2 separate regions of the Mus musculus genome follow, and region 1 is linked to region 2. The links are chromatin contacts, called in public HiChIP or PLAC-seq maps. All regions are on one chromosome and are shown on one strand. Each heading gives the region's core, a stretch centred on a gene start, on an enhancer-like site or on the middle of the called end of the contact. The rest is flanking DNA. Distances are from core to core; before and after follow the strand shown. Region 1 overlaps Gm46288 (a long non-coding RNA gene). Region 2 overlaps Nxn (nucleoredoxin).

Region 1 (4,866 bases), core at 1,532-4,031, 390 kb before region 2:
GCTAGGTGGACGTGAAGCCTCCAGAGAGTCTCTTCTCTCTGCCTCCCATTTTCCTGTAGGAGAGATGGAAGTGCAGGTGCTCACACTACTACACGTGACTTTTTTTCATTATTACATATTTGTAGATTACGTATCTGCGAATGGGTATGAGCATGCTGAGTACAGGCATGCAGAGTTATCACTGGATCCCTAGAGCTTGAGAAACAGTGCTTGTGAGCTGCGTAACTTGGGGGCTGAGTACTGAACTTGGGTCCTCTGGAAAAGCAACAAGAGCTCGTAACTGGTGAGCCTCTCTCTAGCCCTGGTGTCTAACTTCTACAAGGGTCCTGGGGATCCGAACTCGGGTTGTCAGGCTTAAACACCAAGCACTTTACCCACAGTTACCCCCAAGCAGCCCCTCTCTTTCTGTCAGTGACCCCCCTATTTGTTTGGAACTCTATGTAGACCAGGCTGGTCTTGAACTCACAAAGATCCACTTGCCTCTGCCACCTGAGTGCAGGGATTAAAGGTGTGTGCCAGTATGGCCAGCTGTTATATTTAATTTATAAACAGGTGTGAATATACGAATATGAGCACAGGAATACAGGCAGTCTCGGGTCACGCAGCGGATATGGAGGTCCGAGGAAAACGTGTGGAAATCAGTTCTGCACTCCCACCTTGCTGGCTGGAGGCAGGGTCTGCTCTCTTATTTCTGTGCGTTTGCTGTTTACTGCAGCGCGGCTGACCTGAGAGCTTCCAAGGTGATTCTCTCATCTCCCGCCTTTCTAGAGAGGAGCCCTGGGACTCAAGATGTGTGCCTCCACAGCTGTTTTGTTGTTGGGTTCTTTATTTTATTATTATTATTATTATTATTATTTTATGTGTATGAGTGTTTTGCCTACATGTAGGCCTGTGCACCACCTGTGTGCCTGATGCCCGAGGAGGTGGTGAGCCTCCATGTGGGTTCTGGGAATCAAATCTGGGTCCTCTGCAACAACAAGTGCTCTAACCACTGAGCCATCCTTCCAGCCCCCACAGTCGGCTTTTAAGTCACTCTGGGGATGGACCTCTGGTCATCAGGTCTGCATAGTTTCCATTGCTGTGAAGAGACACCATGACCAAGGCAACTCTTATAAAGGTAAACATTTAACTGGGGCTGGCTGACAGATTCCGAGGTTTTAGTCTACTATCACCATGGCGGGGAGCATGGCGGCACGCAGGCAGACACGGTGCTGGGAAGGAGCTGAGTGCTCTACAAGGAGAGGACTACTGTGTCTCACACTGGGCAGAGCTTGAGCATATATATTACCTCAGAGTTCTTCCTCCATAGTGACACATGTCCTCCAACAAGGCCACATCTCCCAATGGTGCCACTTCCTGGGCCAAACATATTGAAACAACTACAAGAGGCAAGCATGTTTTACCATGAAGCCATCTTATCAGCCCTAGTTTTGACTTTCCAAGACAGAGAGACTCATGCAGCCCTACACTGGCCTCTGTCTCCTGAGCCTGCCCTTCCCCAAGGTGTCAGCATTGCTAGGCCTGTAAACTTCTTTTCTCTATTTTTAAAATCGATTTTTATTTATGTATATGGATGTGTGTGGATGTGTGCCACAGTGTGCTGATGCTCCTGGAAGCCAGAAGAAGGCATCGGGTCCCCTGGAGGTGGGGTTACAGCAATTGTGAGCCTGCTAGTGTGTGTCCTGGGAACTAAACTCACGTCTTCTATAAGATCAGCAAAACTCTTCATCACTGAGCCATCTCCCCAGCCCTATAAACCTCTTTCCTTTATAAAGCAAGCCCATCTCAGGTGTTTTACTACAATGATGAAAATCTAATACAGGCCTGGGTCTCAGGACCACTATCTTCACAGCCACAGAGCAGACACACAACAGAGTGAAGGGAGACTGGCTGTGGCCCCTCAGAAACTAACAGCTTTGCAAGGAGGAGGACTCTGAGATCCACTAAGCCACCTCTCAGGAATGCTGGGATTAAAGGTGTGGTCCACCACCCGATAGGCTAGTGTCCTTCTTGAACCCCACAAATGAATGGAGGTAGCTTTTCAAGCTATGCTCATGGGGATAGGAATACAACTGTCCTAGTTGGCTTCCACTGTCATCTTGACACAGTCATGACTTGACACAGAGTCATTTAAGAGGGGAGCCTCAGCTGAGGAACTGTCTAGATCTGATGGTGGGAGAATGTTTTATTATTAATCAATGCAGGAGGGCCCAGCCCACTGTGGGCAGCACCAGCCCTAGGCAGGTGGTTTTATATATATATATATATATATATATATATATATATATATATATATATATATATAAAAGCTAACTAGGCATGAGACCACATGTCGGCCAATTAGGAAGTAGCATCTGTCATGGCTCCTGCTGTACTTTCTTGGGCCATGAGTTCATATCCTTGTCAGAGGTAGTATTTCATGGACTAGCAAACAGTCCCCACTTCAGGTTCCTGCCTTGACTTCCCTCAACGAAGGACTTGTGACTTGCATATATATGTAAGATGAAATAAGCCCTTAGGTTGCTTTTGGTCAGAGAGTTTTATCACAAGATCAGAAAGGAAACCAGAACAACGGAGCAAGACTTGGAAACTGCTTCCTCGAGCAGGCACACTGCTCCCAAAACCCTACAAGCCCTACAAGGCCTTGTATCCTCCTGGGTCTCATCTAGCAGTTCCTGCCTCAGCCGCACGAGGGAGCCTTTGCCACTCCCTGCTGTCTTCAAAGTCCCCAGTCTCCTTAGGACTCCAGAAAGGGGCCAGCCTTTGAGGCTCTCCTGCCATGCAGAATGAGTTCCTTCTGAGCCCTGGGTGGCACAGGAGACTGGCGTGAGCTCGGGCAGCGGGGGAGGTTTCAGAACACAAGGCTATTTTTAACCTGGCACAGATGCCCTATTCCCAGCGAACGGAGGGGGTGGGGTAGGTGGGAAGCAATCTTGCCTTCCTGACTTATTGTTGTTTCATTAACCACTTCCGATGTTGGATACGAGGGGCATCACCTGGTTTCGTGGCTATTCTTCCTTGCCACAACCCCTTCCTGCTTCCCACTGCTCAAGCAGCGTTCTCCCCGCAGGGGGCAGAGAAGGAAGGGGAGAAAACGGGATTGACCAAGTGACGGTGACTAAGGGTGAGGAAGGGGTAAGCATTCTGTCTTGTGCTGTCAGCAGTGGGAGTGGGTCCAAAAAACCACTTAGCCCCTTAAATTGCTCACTTCTCCTCTCTCTAGTGGGTGTGCTCTAAATGGCTTGGAAAACCATTGCAGCTAATCAAAGGCAGCTGGAAGAGGGCCAGGCTGGACCCAGCAGGGGGCTGAATTGAGCCCGGATCCATTATCGCTACCCAGTCCAACATTTTAGTAGTGGGTTTCCGTCTGATTTCAGAGTGAGATGATTAGGTCATTATTTGTTAAATTATACCTTTTAATTAGTGGATCTATTAAAATGAAAAGCCTGAGAGAGGCACACAAGCCTCTGGGTTTTTGTTGGGGATTTATAATTACCACTGTTTAGAAGAGATTAGTGGGGGGGGGGGGCGGGCGTTAAAACCTTTTAAGAAAATCCTGGGAACAGAGATGCCAATAAGTAAGATATGGACCTTGCCGTTGCAGCTGTCTGCATCATTATCCATTTCTCATTACTGCAGAAAATGGGGGTGAAAGGGCCGAGGTCTAGCTCAGCAGTACAGCAACTCTCAGCATGCTGAAGGCCCTGGGTTCCACCCCCAACGCCCAAAATAATAAATCAAGGAAAAGATAATCATGCTTGGCTATGGCTTAGCATTAGAACATTTGCCTTGTGAGTCCCCAAGTTCCATCCCCAGCACTTACAAAGTCTATATAAAGTCACGCAGATTCTCTCTCTCTCTCTCTCTCTCTCTCTCTCTCTCTCTCTCTCTCTCTTTGGTGTTGGGGATGGAACCCAGAGCCTTACGAATATTCATAAATACTACTGACTGCTCCTCAAACCAGTTAGTTCAGTATTTTCCAAAGAGCGCGTCCAATACTGGTACTGAGAAACTAAAGGAGATCATGATTTTGGCCAGTACAGTGAGGAGTTTTAACCCATCATTCATTCCTTATAAGTTTGTGTTCTTGGGCGGTAGGGAAGTTGCGGGTGGTTAGGGGAGCGAGATACTGGATCTGTCTATGTAGACGTAAGCCTTTGGGGAGTTTGAGTTGGTCTTTGGGAGGAACCAGCAGGGATAATATGACGATGCTGTTTGGATTTGAGCTTCCTTCCTGTCGCTGTCCAACCTAGCTTTACAGAGTCCGCTGGTTGCAGAACGGCCTTAGTCCAGCAGAGGGCGCGTCACCGCCGGTTTTTAGACGCTCTCCGCTACAGGACGACACATTAGACCATCTGTGAGAGCCCAGCAGCATGGCTCTCCTCTCCCGCTGTGTTTCTTCTGTCTCTGCTGTCAGCAAGGAAGCCGATCTCTGCACACATTTGGTCTCTCGGACTATCAGAGGCCGCGGAGGCACATGCTCCGACTATTTTCATCTTTTTACTTAAAAGCAGCTCCTCGCTGCTCGCTTCACCACCAAGGGTATCTAAGCTACTTCTAAGACTTCCAGATCCGAAAGCCTTCCTTCCAGTTGCTCTATGTTCTGCAGACCCCATTGACAGCAGGCGGGGTGCCTCTCCCCAGTCTGACATGAGCTCTTGTCCACTGTTCCTCCTCCAATCTCCCTTAGACTTCATTACCGTGTCCTGTCATGGATCAAAAACCCCACGGGCACAGCTACTAGGAGCATCTTCTGTTCTCTGTCTCCAGGAATCAGCACAGCGTTTGATACAAACACCCCAGAAATACTCAATGCACAAATGAGTGCAGTCATGTAACTCATGTAAATTCAAGTTTAGGCTCTTC
Region 2 (5,165 bases), core at 2,570-5,069:
GCCAGTGTTCCTATCCCATTGAGACTAGCAGGGTGGTCTTGTGGTGGTCCTCACAGCCTGTCAGGATGACTAAGTAGCAACTATGTTGTGCCTGGCAGAGCAGAGGCAAGCTCCCCTTCTCCATACACCCTCTGGTTCAGCAGCAGACACCCTTCGAGGGTTCTAAGGTCAAATCCAGGGTCCCCTGAAGGGAACGGTGGCCCTGGGAGCATAGATACTCTTCGGTTCCAAGTCTGATTGGGTGTATTCATGAAGTCACACTCCTGACGCTGCCCTGTCCCTGTGGGCCTTATCGCCTTGGATTCCCACTCACGTGCTCAAAGGACTGAATCCAGGAGAGGACCTTTTAGTTTTTCATAGCCGAGGGAACTGAGTGGAAAGAGGCTGGCCAGAGGACCTGTGCCTCTGTGGAGTCATCAGTGGGCTTCCTGGCAGCCAGCTTGAGTTCTTGTGGTCCTGTCCTGGTCCCTGCAGGACTCAAGGGAGCAACATATTCCTCATGGAAACGGAGGAACTAGACTCCCTGGCTGGCAGACTTGCAGTCATCTCCCAGAACTCTGTGCCTGTCTGTCCGTCTTTCCTGCATCCCCATTTAGTCCAGGCTAACAACAGGCCCCCTTGCTGTGTGTAATCATAGCAGTGGCCAGGCTCAGTTTACCCAGTACTCAGGATTGCCCAATTTCAGAAGCACTGGTTCAGATTAAAGGACTGTGCCAATGCTTTTTAGAGATGGGGATGTGGCAGTGTGGATCACCCGTGTGTCCCAAGCTGCCCCATGTGGCCTCTAGCCGAAGGCTTCCTTCAGGCTCTGACATAAGTCCTGTGTGTGGAGACACAGCCAACATGGGTTCAGGCCTCTGGGGGAGAGGCAGCCGTTAGGATAGCTTTCCAGGTCTCCTTCTCCTGTTTAAGACTGAGCTCACCAATTTTTTTTTTCTTCTTCGAGACAGGGTTTCTCTGTGCAGTCCTGGCTGTCCTGGAACTCACTCTGTAGACCAGGCTGGCCTCGAACTCAGAAATCTGCCTGCCTCTGCCTCCCAAGTTTTGGGATTACAGGCATGCGCCACCATTGCCCAGCAAGACTGAGCTCATCTTAAAAAAAAAAAAAAAAAAGTCCTTGGGAGTCAGGGCCACGGGAGCTGGGTCCTCTCCACCTATTCTCTGACACACCTATCCAGCTACTTCTAATAAATGTGAACAAAATGGATTCATTTATTCCTTTTGAAGATAGGCCCACCACTGTGTGCCCACTGGGCCCACCGTCGCAGCAGGTTACAAAGCACCAGGGTCACACTTCTGGTACCTCACTATACCCCCCATGGAGATGTAAAATGTCAGTGGAACAAATTACTGACCAAATACTTCAGAACATATAAATATTAAATTTCTCTGGCTTTCATATAAAATCCAGGCTCTGGTCTGCTCCCAAGAGGGGGTACCTGGAGAGCTCTACTGGGGAGGGGACCAGCTACCAGTGGAGAGACAAGTGTCCCCAAAGGTCAGGGCAGAGGCTGACTCTGTGTGAGTGGCAGCTCTGGCCAGAAGAGAAGCAGTGGGGAGTGGGATACAAAGAGCAAGGAGGTGGGAAGCCCACATGCAGCTGTAAACCAGGCTGGGGTGCGCTTCCCCACCTCCACCCCCACCCCATGTTCACATGGGGATCTGTACTTAGAGTGCATGCGCTGCACACAGATGTGTGTGCACACCAGGATTGACCGACCCCAAGCCTCATGCACACTAAATGAGTGTTGGTATCTGTTGTTCTGATCTCTGAGTTTGTCACTCAGTTGCTGTTGATGGAGCTGGGATAGGGGGGAGGGGGGGCTCCAGCTCCTTCACAGTATCACCCCAGAGAACTCCAAGACACCGACTCCCTCAGCTTTCCTTGGAGCGACTCCACACAGACCCGGAGCGGTTCTGTCGCTGGTCAGCAACTGGGCTTACTTTTAGCCCAGGGCTTCCGGGACCAGACCTGGCTTGGATCCTTACTGTGAGAATGTGAATGTCCCTGATCTGGAAGGCAGGCTCCACCCTGTCTCAGGACAATGGCCAGCTAAGCGTCGTGACTCTCTTGCAGGCATCCCCACGCTCATCGTGCTGGACCCGCAGGGGGAGGTGATCACTCGGCAGGGTCGGGTGGAGGTGCTCAATGACGAGGACTGCAGGGAGTTCCCGTGGCACCCGAAGCCCGTGCTGGAGCTCTCTGACTCCAACGCTGTGCAGCTCAACGAGGGCCCCTGCCTCGTCCTTTTTGTAGGTATGGAGCTGGAGGGAAAGTGGAAGGCAGGTCAGAATGGACCTCTCATGGGAGGCAGATAGTATCCCCTGCCCCCAGCCACTCTCTACCATTAACAGTGTTGATCTGGGGTCTTTGTCTCCCTAGCAGCCTTGCTTTTGACCCCAATGATTTATTCATGGCTATCCCCCTGCAGGCGGTGGTCTGGAGCAGCTACTGCTCCTGCTGCCAGCTGGGCAACAGGTCAGGCAGGAAGATGGCCCCAGCCCCCCATGAACAGACCCTTTGTTGGGAAGGGAGATGGGGAGGGTGTTGCTTGCATAGCAGCTGTAGGGGGTGGGGCCCCCTCGGGCTAAGGCTCATCCAGGCCTGCTGCCACTTTCCTATGCTCTAATGAGCAATTCCGGGGAGCCACTAGAGCTGGCCCGGCTCTACCAGGTGGAACCCCGCTCCTTCACCCTCAGAAGCTATGTCTCGTGGCTAAGTAGAAAGATAGGAAAGTATCCCTGCAGACTGTGGCATGACTCAGGATGCTTTCACCACCCATGGCCAAGGAGGCCTGGGGAGTACCCTCAGCACCTTGCTACATTCTCTGGGGTCTGGTTTCGGGACCCTAGCATCAGAGCTGATAAGCAGACTGGGCCAGTCTTAGGTAGGAAGGCCTGTCACAGAGAAGCAGTCTTGAATTTTTTTTTCCTGTGGGGTTGTCTTGCCTGTTGCAGGTCCTCACACCCACATCCTGGGCCCTGTTTGGAAAGAGCTCTGAACCTGGGGACAATTCGGGACATTTTGGCTTTCTCCAGAAATGTGGAAACCAAGTCCCTGAGAAGCAGGACAAGTTGGATAGTAAATTAGATGAAGGTGTCCCCAGAGATCGTGTCTGGTCACCATGAGCCTCTTGGGCAGTATGACACCTGTGGGTAGACTCCTGTATCCTCTGTGTGCCTCGTGAGGATGCTATGCTGACTCCCACCACAGGCTTCAGCAGCCTCAGCCTCATGTGGCCATTCCTCATGTTCTCCTGCAGGTCGTCCCAAGCAGGTCTGCCTACCAGGTAGCTTTGGAGCAGGTGTGGAGTCCCATCACCACCAGAGCTGCAGAGGGGACCACAGTCCTCGGCTCTGTGACTGGGAGAACACTCCTAGGGGCTCAGGTGTAGGCATGGGAGCAGCAACCTATACAAACCCTGTATAGGTTTGTGAAGAACCTCATGGCAGGCGCTGCATGCTGGTGGGTAGGGTTCGAACTGCTCACTGAGCTGTTTGTGTCTAGTGAGCCCAGTGTGTCTCAGGCCCATCTCTGGTCACTGAGATTTGACAATTTAGAGTTGCTTGTCCTTCTTTTTCTGTTCCCCTGTCACAGACTCTGAGGACGACGGAGAGTCCGAGGCAGCCAAACAGCTGATCCAGCCAATAGCTGAGAAGATCATTGCCAAGTACAAAGCCAAAGAAGAGGAGGCGCCGCTGTTGTTCTTTGTGGCCGGGGAGGTGAGTGCGGAGGACAGGCCTGGCGTCCTGGGTACATGCAGGATATGAGTGATCTTGGCTTCTGGAGGTCTGAAGGGACCTCTGGGTCTGAGCTGATTGTGCCACACGCAGATGTAAGAGGAAAAGGTGTGCCCTTAGTCATCAGAAACCACTTCCTATCCCTGCTGTATCCCCCGCCCTTCCTTCTCACTCAGCAGCCCTCAGAACTTTAGGAAACCCTAGCGGATCTGTGTCGTCCCCCCACCCCCCGCACGGCTGAGAGCAGCACAGACATCCTTGCTCCCATCCGTGCTGCTGGATCAGAACCAGCCCCTGCTTTGCATAGATAGTACCAGCCTGGCTAATCCCACTGTGCCAGCCTGCAACACGGGCTTAGCCATCACAGGGATCCCGACTTAAAACACAGCTGAAGACACTTGGGGAGGTTGGAAATTGCTGCTGTCCCCCATCTGTTGCTCTCAAGGCCTAGTTCTTGAGCCCTCACTGTGCCAGACTGAGCAGGGGACATCCCCAGGGTCAGATGATGGCAGGTGCCCGGCCACCCTGAAAGCCTGGGAGGCTGCATCCTACAGGCACCTGCATTCTGCAAGATGGCCGTGATTGGCTGCGCAGGCGCTCTCCTGGCTCCTTCTGCACATGCTCATTGCCTCTCTACCCCACCCCAGCACCCCTCTGAGGCTCACATCAACAGACTCTATGAGGCCACCCTCCAGCTTTTCCTGCCCAGGTCAGAACCTCCAGTTGGTCAGAGCCTGTACACTGGATCCCAAGAGAAGGACAGGAAGACAAACAAGAGAGGCCAGACAGACACCCTAAGCCACCCATTCATCTCCTCAGTAACCACCCCTGGCTGCCCTGCTGGGCCCCTTGCAGGCAGCCCCAGTTGCCCTGCCCAGCTCTGGGGTGGAGGGGAACAAAGAGGGTTCACAGGCTCCTGCAGGGGAGAGTTGGGGGGGTCCCAGCCGCCCCACACAAAGCATAACAAGGCAGCTCTGCATGTATTAAACTCTAACCCCTGGAGAATAGCTCCTAAGAAAGATGGGTGCAGAAGAGAAAGGCCAGGCCGGGGGCAAGGCGGGGATTCAGGAGCACAGCTGAAAAGCCTTTGCAAGTTCTCTGTCCCCTAGGCGCCTTGCCAGGAACTTCACCTGCTGGTCTCCTTTGTTCTTCACCCTCTCACGGGGAACAATACTCATTATCCTGTTTCCTAGATGAGGGACATAGGCTTTAGCAGGGAGGAGGGCTGGGAGCACCGGGGGCTGGTTTCCTCTCTTAGCATCCTAGGTGTTAGGGATGGGATCTGGGCTCCACTGATGTCCCTTGCCAAGGCCACAAAGTAGGTAGCAGAGAAGGAACTGATGGGGTTACTGTGACTCCAGTGACAGGGCTCATCCTTTTCTGACAAATGGACCAGTTCATGCCTAGAAGGACAGACAGACTTG

What was found. HiChIP or PLAC-seq counts read pairs in DNA pulled down with a chosen protein or histone mark.
Region 1: a contact with region 2 is called in an HNF4G HiChIP or PLAC-seq map of pancreatic cancer cells. The contact joins two enhancer-like sites. A contact is called at or near these places in 9 of 484 Hi-C or Micro-C datasets (B cells, cerebellum, cerebral cortex and 2 more) and 2 of 115 datasets of contacts at active chromatin or transcription factors (T-cell acute lymphoblastic leukemia and pancreatic cancer cells).

What each region holds. Positions count from the first base shown.
Region 1 is chr11:76,645,601-76,650,466 of GRCm38.p6, reverse strand. The region is part of intron 1 of Gm46288 (a long non-coding RNA gene); the gene reads right to left. Among named protein-coding and RNA genes, the nearest start is that of Gm46288, 21 kb to the right of the region's middle. Within about 2 kb of position 2,781, at least 51 of the 459 cell types and tissues checked have an H3K27ac peak or open chromatin away from gene starts, as enhancers often do. A contact at or near this core is called in pancreatic cancer cells, where this site is marked.
Region 2 is chr11:76,260,100-76,265,264 of GRCm38.p6, reverse strand. It overlaps Nxn (nucleoredoxin), which reads left to right. Exons shown (of 8, transcript NM_008750.5): 6 at 2,078-2,257; 7 at 3,599-3,723. Among named protein-coding and RNA genes, the nearest start is that of Mrm3, 19 kb to the right of the region's middle. Within about 2 kb of position 3,819, at least 88 of the 459 cell types and tissues checked have an H3K27ac peak or open chromatin away from gene starts, as enhancers often do. A contact at or near this core is called in pancreatic cancer cells, where this site is marked.